3 separate regions of the Sus scrofa genome follow, and regions 1 and 3 are each linked to region 2. The links are chromatin contacts, called in public HiChIP or PLAC-seq maps. All regions are on one chromosome and are shown on one strand. Each heading gives the region's core, a stretch centred on a gene start, on an enhancer-like site or on the middle of the called end of the contact. The rest is flanking DNA. Distances are from core to core; before and after follow the strand shown.

The links. HiChIP or PLAC-seq counts read pairs in DNA pulled down with a chosen protein or histone mark.
Region 1: a contact with region 2 is called in an H3K27ac HiChIP or PLAC-seq map of alveolar macrophages. The contact joins the promoter of SHPRH here to the promoter of RAB32 in region 2. A contact is called at or near these places in 2 of 5 promoter capture datasets (fetal skeletal muscle and liver) and 1 of 2 datasets of contacts at active chromatin or transcription factors (alveolar macrophages).
Region 3: a contact with region 2 is called in an H3K27ac HiChIP or PLAC-seq map of alveolar macrophages. The contact joins the promoter of STXBP5 here to the promoter of RAB32 in region 2. A contact is called at or near these places in 1 of 47 Hi-C or Micro-C datasets (embryonic fibroblasts) and 1 of 2 datasets of contacts at active chromatin or transcription factors (alveolar macrophages).

What each region holds. Positions count from the first base shown.
Region 1 is chr1:19,610,839-19,615,230 of Sscrofa11.1, reverse strand. SHPRH (E3 ubiquitin-protein ligase SHPRH) reads right to left here and starts at 2,316. Exons shown (of 30, transcript XM_021087080.1): 1 at 2,058-2,316.
Region 2 is chr1:19,095,233-19,099,335 of Sscrofa11.1, reverse strand. It overlaps RAB32 (RAB32, member RAS oncogene family), which reads left to right and starts at 1,689. Exons shown (of 3, transcript NM_001123176.1): 1 at 1,689-1,944. The coding sequence starts at 1,689.
Region 3 is chr1:18,510,270-18,514,579 of Sscrofa11.1, reverse strand. STXBP5 (syntaxin-binding protein 5) reads left to right here and starts at 1,830. Exons shown (of 28, transcript XM_003480238.4): 1 at 1,830-2,309; 2 at 3,549-3,646. The coding sequence starts at 2,160. It overlaps LOC102160169 (a long non-coding RNA gene), which reads right to left and starts at 1,233. Exons shown (of 6, transcript XR_002338312.1): 1 at 707-1,233.

The DNA of each region.
Region 1 (4,392 bases), core at 1,067-3,566, 520 kb before region 2:
ACACTTTCTGTCCTGCATTTGAATGTAAAAAGATTTTGCCTAAAATGCCTGTTCAAGCTTTTCTGCCTATTGTTGTCCTAATCTTCCTACCAAACCTTCCAGGACCAGGTATGCTAAGTTAAGGGCCTCTCCTCCTTGATCCCAACTGCTAGAGTGTTCTTAATTGTTTGACTTTGAACTATACTGAACTACTTGAACTACCACTGGGCAGGAACTGTATCCTATTCAATACTGTACTCTCAATGCGAGGTAACTGCCAGGATGGAAAAAATATACAAAATAATGTGAAACAAAGATCTCTTAACTCCCTGGATATCCTTTCTTCTTAAGGACCCAATAGTACTTTACTCAAATTTCTTTTTGGGCAAATCTCTCTTAACAACATTCTAAAAGACTCTAGGTAGTGTGAAACTACTTTGAGCTATTTTTGGTTCAGAATGAGACAGAGAAATCCCACTGACCTGTATCTTTAACAGAAAACAATGACAGATTGCTAGAGAAATAAATATAAAATGTCATTACTAAGACAATACAACAAATGGGTATCAATTAAACTTAATTCAGAGCTTTTTTCCCTCCAAATCATTATCTCTTCCTTAAAAAACACGTACCAGTCCTGAATCACAATAAATCCACCGCAGGCCTGGGCAACAGGTAGTATACATTTGAGATACTCTGTCCAAGGTCAATCTTTTGCAAGTGAAGCCCAATCATTACTGATGACTAAAAGTTCTCAATGACCTAGCATTACCACAGTCTTCTGTAGTGATAACTCCAGCAGGCTGAAAGTATTTTCATCTGTTGAAGTCTAAAGTACATGCTAGTCATATAAACTTAGAAAATGGCCTTGTAAGATTTTTTCACCAGCAGATTCTGTTTTCCCCAAATCTTTCTGGCCTGAACTCTTAATAAAAGATCTGTTTCAATAATTCTGTAAGTACACTTCTTTAGGCAGGGCAAGAGGAGGATATACATAAACAGCACCTTTCAAAAGTAAACTGCCTTACTCTCAATTGCCAGCTTACTGGCTTGGTGAACCTTGTAAGTGCCAGGTTACAATATAGAAACACTTATTCTACTACTGCTCACTAATCCCCTGCTTCTAGCATGGTTATCTATTACAACCAACTAGTCTTTCTGGTGACTGCAGAGATATTACGGACCTTTTTGATTGATGAGAGTTTCATCATTCTTACTATCGCCCAACCCAATAATTAAAATAGCTGTACTGACTTTAAAATTACTTTTTGTTCAGTTAAAGACGCAAGCTAATTTAAATATAAGTAGGGAAACATCAAACATATAGGATTTCTACCTATCGGCTTATGTCAGTTCGGTTAGAAAAAAAGGCACAAGCTTAATGGTTATTATTTAATACTATTTAGCTGAGAGTGACCGTCAATCATCAGAAAACATATCTTGGATCAGAAAACTAGCCAAGGACCACGAGTCAAAATGTACAATGTTGCAAGTGTGGTTGACTCCGACTGTAATTAATCTGACTCCCGAGATAACTGAGAACTTTCAGACTAACTTGGAAGCCTCGGCCTTCCCTTTTACTACATTACAGCTCTGCACACCAAGAAGCTTGGCAGCTACCCGGTTCCAGTATCCAGAGGACATATACGCCGCGAATGGTGATACCCACTCAGTTTTCTTCCGAAAGACTCTAAGGCGGTTCGAGTGTCTGAGCAAGGCTGTCAGCTCCATATCGCTCCAGCAGGCCCGGCAAACAAGCTACCGCGAGGCGGAGGAGCGCGACCACAGCCCCTAGGACACTCGAATAAACACCCCAGGCCCCAACCCCCGGGGGAGAAACACAGCCTCCTTTCCCACGGCCCCACCTCGTCCCCGGGGAACCGCGACGATCCACAGGCCCGCACGTCTGAAATGGGGAAGGGTCGGGGGGGCTTCGCGCAGCGGCTCTCTCTCAGCCTTTTAGTTTCCTTGGCTCCAGAACAACCGAGTCGTCCCTCCCTGGGCACCTCTGTCTCTGTCCAGATACGTCTTCCGTCCCCGACCTCTGACCCCTGACCCTCCATCACCCAAGAGCCTACCTAGACTCGTTCTCCAAGCCCCTAGTGCCTCTCTGCACTAAGGCTCGGGGCCTCTAATGCCCCCGCAGATCCTGGGCACGCATTCGCCACCCACCGAACATCCGCCCGAGGTGGACGCACGCGTTTTACGCTGGTTTGTGTTGGGGTTCCCCGGGGGTGGGGGGCCAGACACCACAGCTTCTAGGTGCCGGGCGTGCGCTGGAGCGTAGGGTCAAGATGAACGCGCACGCCGGGGGCGCCCCGCCTCCTTTCTCCCGCAGTGGCTTCATGAGTCTTTTCTGCGCAAGTCCACACAGGTCAGAGACCATCCGAGGATACGATTGGAATCTCGCGATAGCGCTACTCGGAGCCTTTAGAGAACACAGGATTGGCTGGAACCCCTAAAGATGAGGCGGGGCCCTAGACCCGTTTGGAAGAGAGCGGGGAGGGAAGTGAGCCGGCCGGCCGGCCGAAGGGAGTGGCCTCCGCTTGAAGCGAGTGGTAACTGAAAGATTTATGGCTTTGAAAAGACAGAAGAGAATTTTGCAAACGCACCTTTTTTTTTTCATTGCTTCTATAAAGTGTCCATGAATTAGTTATGGATGAAGCTTATCTCCCTCAGAAAAGCTATTTTAAAAGACTTCCCAGGAAAATGTGAGGAGTATTTTAAGATCAGGGAAAAACCACACGTATTGTGCCTAAGTTGCCCTTCCAATGTGTAAGCCTTTTTCCCTTCTCTTCACTGAATGGTAGCCTCTTTTTCATGGAGGTAGGCTTATGCCTAGGTAACTCTGAAAAAACTGAGAGGCTGCAGAGCCAAGAGCCTGAAAAATAACCCCCAGGAAACCTCGGGCGCTCGAGTACCTAATACGGGCTCAGCATTATGCTGTGGAGGGGCGTCTTGGTCTGTGTGATCCCAGAAGCACAAAAGTAAGTTTTTGCCTAAGGGAGCATCCGATAGCTGCGGAGACGGTCCATAGTGGTCCATATTCGTAGTACAGAACTTCATGACAGACTTCTAAAGCTAGCCTAAAAGAAGCCATTTGTATTTACTAAACCACATAGAATTAAGTGGAAATCAGTTACCTTATCCAAGGCTTCATGAGGCAAGTTGAAAAAGTAGTGCTAATGCTGGAGCCTCCCCTCTTTGTTGGCGAACTGATCATTTTACTAAGTGCAAGACCTAATGGAAATGTAATTTGAAACTCCGTGTTTAAACGTGTATTGTGCTCTAAAAGATTATCTTTATAGTTTTATGTTACATCTCACCGTGGGAACAGAAAATCAAGCTCACTTTGAATGAGTCCAGCTGGGTGAGGCAGAAATATTTTAAAATAAGCATTGCTGGAGTTCCCATCATGGCTCAGTGGTTAGCGAATCCGACTAGGAACCATGAGGTTGTGGGTTCCATCCCTGGCCTTGCTCAGTGGGTTAAGGGTCAGGCGTTGCTTTGAGCTGTGGTGCAGGTTGCAGACGCGGCTCGGATCCCGCGTTGCTGTGGCTCTGCTCCAGCTCCGATTAGACCCCTAGCTTGGGAACCTCCATATGCTGTGGGAGCGGCCCAAGAAATGGCAAAAAGACCAAAAAAAAAAAAAAAAAAAAAAAAACCAAACAAACCAATAAGCATAGCATCATTTAATCTTTGTTCATCTTGATTGGGGTAATTAATCTCTATAGACATAATTTTTGTTATCCTGTACAAGCATTAAACTACAGATCCAGTTGTGTGTCCAGAGATATGATTTCAACTACAGAGATAGAATTTTATATGGTATCATGTGCTTACAATGAAAAGAAATTCTTTCTCTTGAATTTTCCAATGGTATGTTCAATCTTGTATCTGCAAAGTGCCCTGTATAGTCTGAAAAGTTCTCTATGGAGCATTGTTTTTCAATGTTAGAATCACCAGAGCTATTTTAGAAAATATGGCTCATTTTTTAACCTTAGCTTTCTGGAAGCTCCCAGCTGTTAAACAGCTATTCACCCATGACAACACTTGGCTCATCCACCCATTAGATGCTAAAGAGCTAAAAGCATTCCACAAGTGGGAATCACTTGAGTGGACATCAACCAATCAGGGGACCACTGAGTGTTCATAGAGTTTATTTCCTGAAACTGTAAATGTGACCAAAGTCAGGCCACTTTCTTCCTTGTGTGATCTCGTTAGGCCAAAACTACAGATCCAGTTCCTTTTGGGAATAGTAGCTTTATTCTAACTGTGCCTCTGACTCAGTTCGTCTATTTTAGAAAAGAATGTTGTTAAGTTGTTCTCAAGGAGGTGGACTAGTTGAGAGGGAGTGAATAAATGTAAATTTAACTTCTTTGGAGGCAGAAGCAGCCTAACTGATGATTTATA
Region 2 (4,103 bases), core at 440-2,939:
TGTCTCCTGGGAATTGATTTGAAATTGGAAATCTCAGACCGCATCCAACATGTACTTAATCTCTTTTATAAGCTCCTAGGTGATTCATATGAATTTTAAGTTTGAGAAGCACTAGTGAGGATCCAAACTACTGTGCTCCCAAACCCACAGCATGAACATCACCTAGGAACTTGTTTGAAATGCAGATTATCTGGCTCCACCCCAGATCTACGGAACCAGAACCTCTCTGGAGGTGGGCCTCGGGTGTAACACTCAAATTTAAGAACCACCAGATCCAAGATATTACCCTGCCTTTAGCTGGGACCATGTGTGAATTTCAACACCACAATTCTATTCCTAATGTCAGCGGAAATCTAGGAGAGCTAAAAAAAAAAAAAACAAAAAAAACTCATACAAGTCTATGGTAATATGTACCTATGGAACAAGATGTTGCATTTATGGCAGTAATTGGCAGATTTCCTCTTTCCCCAAGCTGGAGGCATATTGGAAGGTTTCTCTAGTCGAGTGAACATAAAAGCCATAAGCTGGTTGGTCATGAAATGTTTTTAGAGACATATCCATGATTTTTCAATAGCTATTCTACTAAAGGTTTTACTCCCACTTTGACTTCTAAATTTTAAAACGCCTCCACCTCTGAAAAACATTTTTCATGATTGTCAGAGTGAGGATAGGGCGGGCAGCCGCTCTGGTTTATTTAAGGAAGCTACCGCAGCATAACAGCTCCAGGTGTTTCTAAATATTTTGGGGGAGGGCAACCCTCGATTTTATAAACACAGCAGGCGAAGTCAGGCTTCCTGCCTTTCTTTTTGAAAGTAAAAGCCCTCGATGCTATCAACTATTTTTCAATCAATTCTTAGGATCTATCTCAGAGTCTCTACCACCTAAACACTTTAAAAAGGCTTTTGCGGTTTGTTGGGGACGTAAAATAAGATCGTTTAGAGACCTCGCGCTGTCTTCCTCAGACTCCCTCCTTCATTTATACTAAGAGCGGTATCACAACTTTGTCAAGTTCAGAGTAGGTCGCCCACCTTTCGCACTTCTAAAAGTGGGCAGCTGGAGGTCCATCAAGCAAATGATATACAAGCGTTAAACTCCCTCAGGGCAGAGCCAGGAAAGGAAGCTGATTCCCAGGCCAGCACCTTCCCGGCTGGGGCCGCTCCCTGGACGACCACCTCTCGCCCTGCGCGCCCCGCCGGCTGGCTTTCACCGCTCGATTCGGTGGCCTGGGCACTTTTACCCGCCGACCTTGACCCGCCCAGGCTCCGGGCCCGCTCGCCATCGGCCCCGGGTTCTCGGCTTCCGCGAGGCCAGCAGGGGGCGGCCGAGCTCAGCGCCGCCCCGAGGAGTAGGAAAGCCCGGGGAGAGGAAGTGCCCCGCGCCCTAGCCCGGCCCACCCGCAGCGCAGCGCAGGCGGCGGGTAGCGGCCTCCTCGCCGGGACCTCCCCCGCCAGGCCAGCCCCCGGCCCTTTCCCCGCCCCCGGCGTTTGCCAGCGGCGGCGGGTTCCAGGTCCTGTGACCGGTCAGGCGGTGCGGCGGCGCGGCGAGAGGACGGCCGGCCTCGGGGAAGTTTCGACGGCCGGCAGGGGCTCCGAGGGCGCCGCGGGGAGGTTTCGGCCGGGAGGGGGCCCCGGTGCGGAGCCCGAGCTCGCCGAGGACGGCCGGCCGGCTGAGCGGGGCCGGGCACGCTCATGGCGGGCGGCGGAGCTGGGGACCCCGGCCAGGGGGCGGCGGCGGCGGCCGCCGCGGCGCCCGAGACCCGCGAGCACCTCTTCAAGGTGCTGGTCATCGGCGAACTCGGCGTGGGCAAGACCAGCATCATCAAGCGCTACGTCCACCAGCTGTTCTCCCAGCACTACCGGGCCACCATCGGGGTGGACTTCGCCCTCAAGGTCCTCAATTGGGACAGCAGGACGCTAGTGCGCCTGCAGCTGTGGGACATCGCGGGTAAGCGGGTGGCGCGAGCCGCGGACGGAGACCCCGAGGCAGGGGGGCGGCGGCCTCCGGGCAGGGGGCGCGCGCCGGGATTCCCAGCCGTCGGTTGGGAGCCAGGGCCTTTCGGCTCCTTTTGCCCTCCTTTCTAACTCTGTCCTCAGCCTGAACTCGCCTGCCTGTCTCTGTTTAGAAGAAAGGGACGAAATCACTTAGAAAGATGGAAGGGGTTGTCCTGTGGCCTCCAGTGAGATCAGGAGAGTGGAACGGGCAGTAGAAGTTGAAGAATTTAAAAGCAGGACAAAATAAATACTTGGTAAATGAATAACCCTGGTTAGATGCCTCAGCTCAGTCTGTAGATCGCTCTCTAGTTTTTTGCGCGTCGGCCCCTCTACTCCGGCCGTCACTTGACCAGGGGTGGGTGGGCAGCCATGGGAGCTTGTCCTGAAGTTTTAACTCTGCATCTTGGCCAGGAAAAGTGAGGGGAGAGGACTGGCTCCTTGTTAGCTTTAACATTTCACAGTTAAGAGCTGAGGTTCTGAGGGGTTGAATAGCTTACCCAAAGTTACACACCTAGTCACACCTAGTTAGTAATACAACCCAAACTAGAAATTCTAGCAGGTTCCTTTTCAGGTTTTCAGTCACCCACCTTGGGTCTGAGACTTTTCATTTGAGTAAAATCCCATTCCTCATATATCATGCTTTCACTCCAAAGGCAGGCCACCCAGGAGCGGACTTGGGAATGCTCTCTTGAAACCTCACTTCCTCCCTTCTCCGCCAACCTTAACTCCGCACCTGCCTCCCCTCCCCCCAGTATTTGGCATTTGCTTTCCCTTGTCATTTTGGAGCATAATACCTCTCTGCTGGGGGAAGGTGCATATTCTTCTTGCACTAACATATGAAAACTTGAACTCTGGCTGGTGTGTGGGGTGGGATGTGCGCCTTTAAAAAGATGTTAACTTTCAGTGGTTCAGTGGTTATCCATGGTAAGAAGCTCAGTCTGCAATAGGTGTCTGTATGGGAGCATGTCAGGGCTGGCGAGGCTATCCTTCGTCCTCCAGATGCATAAAACTGCGGCAGGTAGAAGATGTGGTCGCTCAGCTGGTAGCAGAGTTGCAGGGATACAGGTCGTCTGCTGGGTTCTGCTCTTTTCATCAACAGCGTATTACATGTGGGCAAGTATCGAGGAAGCTTTATTTAAGAATAGGCCTTTTGCCTCAGATGTGGAAATAAATTTAGGTATGGCAGTCCCTCAGAGGATAATCAGCCTTTGGCTCAACTTTTTTTTTTGGTCACGGAAAACCAAAAGTTCGTTTGAAAAGTCATCTTTTGAAGCCAGAGGCTTCTTTCGAAACACTTCCTGCTTTTTCACAGAGTGCTTATGAACGCAGTATTGCTTCTTGACAAAGTCATGGATTCTAAAGGTTGCCTTGCCATGAGATAAGTCATTCTCCTGGAATGGAGCTGTGGATGTCTGTGAAGATGATTTTAAATCCTGGCCTAGGAGGATTGTTGACTTTGCCGTATTCTTCATGTAGAATAATGTGGCATTTAGCAATTAAATTATGATTGGGCCCTATGATTTTACTGTAGGTAAATAAAGGATTTTTATGGCACAGTTGTGTTTTTAAGTTTCAAGGAGAAGTCTTATATTTGGAGACTTGGGAAAGCAAAAGCATGAGTAAGAGTTTTCTCTCGGGGTATCACCCCTTTTTTCATCCTTCTTAAACAGACCTCTTCTGGCAGGAAAGGGACGTATTCAATCTTTACCAGACTCTGGGACATAGGCCTAGATGGAATAGCCTTGCATTTTTGCCCAAGTCCAAACCGTGAGCTTTTCCAGGAAGGAAGGCAGACCTTTAAGATTGCTAGAAAGGATTCCTGGGGATTAGGTACCATTCTGCAAGCACACACCAGCAAGGAACAAGATTAGAGGTAAACTTATGAGATGATTGGGAATTAATAGACTCATAAATAAGGTTTTCAGAGATGGAGTCTTAATCTATAATAAACTGAGAGTAAAAATAACATGGGTTTAAGTTAAGGTTTAGGGAGCCGCATCATTAACTATGTTTAATTTGAATATTTGTGCTACTAGTGAATCCTAGCTCATACTATTTGAATTAAATAGTAATGATATAATGAAGGCAGACTGAAGCCTGCTCCAAAGAGTT
Region 3 (4,310 bases), core at 581-3,080, 580 kb after region 2:
CACAAAAATTTCAGAGCCACTTGGAAATAGCCCAAGAAAAATCTCCAAATTTGCTATATCGTTTGTTACATCGAAGCAATTAACTGAGTAGTTCAGTAAATATTAAACCACAAAACAACTTTATAGGTTTCAGGTGTAAGACATCGTCCTTGGATGAGGAAGCTCCACGGAGAACTACATTTCCCGAAACCCCTGAGGCCCAGGGGTAGTTGGTTTAAGCCCGTCACATCGACCAATACCGGGATGAGAATTTCCCTGAGCGGGCAGGAGGGGACCAATCACAAAGAAGAGGGCGGGTACCTCTGATTTGGGTTCTGAAAACCCTCTGTAGCTCAAGACCATCTTAGGCAGAGAGTTGTTAGCTTGGGAGCTTGTTCTCTCTTTCCACCTCACCCCTACGAATAAAATTAGTCTTCATGGGTTTCCATCCTTCTTTACGTTTTTTCTTAGTTTCTAAATCCTTCCTAATCAAGTACCTCTTCTTTCCATCCACTTTTCTTTATTGAACTCACTCTCCGGAAATGGTACCCGCAGCTCATATGAATCTCTCTGCCTTTTCAAACTTGAGCCAGACATTTGCCTTCAAGCATCTAACTGAGATTATGACAGTGAAGCAGTGGAAAGGTTTGAGCGAAAACTTCATCCTTCCCTCCCTTGCAAGAGTAGAGAAGTCGCTGGGGTCTACTTAGTGGATAATCAGCATTACCTGGCAGATTGGAGGTTCTGAAAATGAGTGTCCGAGCTGTGTTTACCTCCATTCTCGCTCCCGCCCCCATCTCCGCCCACCGTAGCGTCGGGGCAGATATCCAGCCCTGGGGAGGCTTTCCCTTTGGCAGACCATCCCACTCTAGAAGCTACCGGCCACGGCCACGCTTTCCTCCCTCTGGGTTTATCTCCTTTCCTAGTACCTCTCTAAGTCTGCCATCCTCTTACCACAGACATAACCTTTGTCTAGACGCACTTTTTCGAAATCCAAAGCCAAATCAATCCAAAACAAAGCCCATCAATAAAGCAGCAACAGCGATATTGCAGCCAGTAGCCGGGAGTGTGTACCTCATTAAAGGGTGAGAGCATAAACCCCCGCTTTAATGACCGAATCTGAAATAAAGGTTTCCTGCTACTCGTTAGTCGTCAACATTTTTACTATCCCAGCTGCAGGAGAAGCAGCTGCATCCTCTAGCAGGGCGATTGAGATGGGAGAAATTTAGCCGCGGTCTGGGATTTTCGCAGAGGATAATTTAAGCCCCAGCTCCACTCTGGCGGCGGAGGAGGGGGAGGTGGGTGCGCGCTGCGCGCATGCTCAGGAGCCCCCGTCCGCGGAGGCCCAGCTGCCACCACCGCCGCGGCGGGCGCTGTAACCGCGGCTGCCGCTGCTGCTCGGAGCGGGCGTTGGCGCCGTGTGTCGAGGCGCCCTGTCAGGCGAAAGGGAGCTGCCGGGAGGGAGCGCGGGCGGCGGCGGCGGCGCCTGAAGAGGGCAGCCGGGGCTCAGAAGGAGCGAGGGCGGGCCGATCTAGCGGCGGAGGAGCGAGGCGGAGAGCGCGGGGACCCACCCCGGGCGCCCTGCGTGCGATGCCCGGCGGGCAGAGGCGCTGAGCGGCAGGGAGCCGGCGCGGCGGCCGCGGACCGAGAGCCGGCGACCCCGGGGAGGAGGAGAAAGAGCAGGAGCGGGAGGAAGCGCCGAGGGACTGCGGGGCCCGGGCGGGCGTGGAGCGGCGGGGCCGCGGGCCATGGACGCGGCGGCAGCGGCGGGGGCGAGCCGGGGTGGCGGCGCGGCGCAGAGTAAGCCCGCGGCCAGGTGAGGCTGGGCGGAGCGGGCTCCGGGCGCCGCCGCCACTGCTGTGCCGCCGGGCCGCGGAGCGAGGCGGCGGCGGCGGCGGCTGAAGCGGCGCCACAGCAGCCGCGGCGAACAGCGGCGGCCTCGGAGGAAGAGGGTCGCCGCCCGGGGCTCTGGTGACCGCGGCTCTCTCGTCGTCGCAGTATTTCCTGTCTGGATTATCTTTTGCTTCTCCCCAGCTGCCTCCTTCCCCTCACACTCCCACTCCCTCCCACTCCTCCGCGTCCTCGCTGGAAGCTGCCCTCGGCCCGGGCTCGTCCCCCCTCCACGCCGGGGGACGCTCCTTACCTCCCCTCCCGGGCTGCGGGGGAACCCCGCCGAGACCATGAGGAAATTCAACATCAGGAAGGTGCTGGACGGCCTGACCGCGGGCTCGTCCTCGGCCTCGCAGCAGCAGCAGCAGCAGCACCCGCCTGGGAACCGGGAGCCCGAGATCCAGGAAACGCTCCAGTCCGAGCACTTCCAGCTTTGCAAGGTGAACGGAGCGCGCAGTCCCGCGAAAATTGGGGTCGTTTTAGGGGCAGCTCGGGCTTTACGTGCGGGTGCGAGGTATTGAGCGCCGATAACAATCCTACCTCGAATAAAGGGCTCGCTCGTCTAGCAAACATTTGCTCGGTGAGCTGTGTTGATTGACATCATCTTACTCCTTTTCGTTGATTTTTTACACGTGCAGCAGTCGTCTCAACATTGCTTCTAACCTGTTAAAGTGACCTTTAATTCATATTCTTAGTCTTGTGCCTTTTTATATTTTAGCATTTTAATATCTAATTCACCAACTTCCAAGTTTCTTTTGGGAGCGGTGCCAATTGCATATTGTTTACCAAACAGCCAAGCCTGTTCAACTAGATATTTTGCTTATTACTTTCCCTTTAAAATGTGAAAGGAGGCTTAAGATATGAAATCACAGGGTCCTTCTATCATGGTGTTTGGTTAAAAAGTTAGAACTGTGATTTTTTTTTGCTTGTTAATGGCACGACAACTGTCACAGCAGTCTGTAATTCAGAAAGAATGATGCAGCGAATTAATTCACCAGCTGCTCAATGAGAAATACAAACTTGTGTTGGTCTTAATATCTGCCTTCCTCATAAATACCAGGCGCGTTCCTAAGTCAGAGTTTCTTAAAAGAACGTAATACACTTTTTTGCCCTCGTGTCCTAAAATTACTAAGGATTTAATAGTAAATTGCAAAATATATGCTTTATTTATTTTCATTGTTACACTTGGAAAATGTTGAGATAGATGTTTGCTAACTGCTTTACTGAATCCTTCCCTAAAGTAATTATGACAGCATTTCCTTAGCAGTTCTTGGCATTTGGCATCCAAAGTCATGATGAAGTTTATACGCTTGAAATAAAGCATGAATTGCATTTTAAAATGAATTTACAGAATTTTTGACCACTGCAAACTTTATTAATTTGTTCTCAGGCAGAATAGAATATTAAGAAATTTTCTTCTATAGAATGCCAGTATGATAGAAAAATAGAAATTAAGGTGTAGCACTAAGATAGATTTGGGGGGGGTCACAAATTTGGGGGTGTCAGGTTTAACTTGCATAAGTTTTGTTTAATGTAAATTTCATAGTTTTTTAAAGCAGTGCATGTGTATGTTTTTTGCATCAATTATAGTTGGTTCTAGATTCTAATGCCTCTACTGTTCTTGTTCAAAAATTTTGCTTCCTGCCTTGGTTGCTGTGATGTCACTTGCCCATCCCTAGACTGTTCGCCATGGATTCCCCTATCAACCCTCAGCCCTGGCTTTTGATCCTGTACAGAAGATCCTGGCAGTGGGAACTCAGACTGGTGCTTTAAGGCTGTATCCTTTAATTTAATCTTTTTTTTTTTTTTTTTTTTTAACTTGTACCATATTTTCTGTAGTCTTTCTGTGTTGCTGATTAGTTGCTTTTCCTGTTGCATTCCAAAGAAATAGTAGGATCAGGTATTATGTGAAATCATGCAGTAGTGTCTTTTCCCATGATTCTACATATATTCAGGTTGTATGTTGCTATTCAGTTCTCAATTTATAGTAGCTAAACATGTATCTACATAGAGTTCTGAAGTTTTGCTGTAGTAAGTACTGTCTTTGCAAGGAGGCAGACGTTTCTAATGGGAAATATATCTGCTTGTACTAGTGGACCTTTAAACGGAACTAGGTTTAAAGACAGTAGCACAGGCACATTTTATTTGCTTTTTAAAAATACTGTGCACAGTCAGTGTTAGAATTGTGACCTATTATTCTAATGAATTAGAAGTTGAAGTGGAATTTGGTTGTTTGTGACTCTAGACAAATCATTAGAAAACATCCATCGAGAAAAATCATTCCATCTAGAAAAACATTGGAAAACAAATTTATTTCGTGTAGGTAGTTACAAAGTGTTGCTATTTCTAGAAGTTGTAGAGATCATTTTCTTAGTATAATGCAAAAGGGTAAGTGTACTCTCTAGATAGGTTTTTCCCTTTCATGGTCTACATTTGTTATG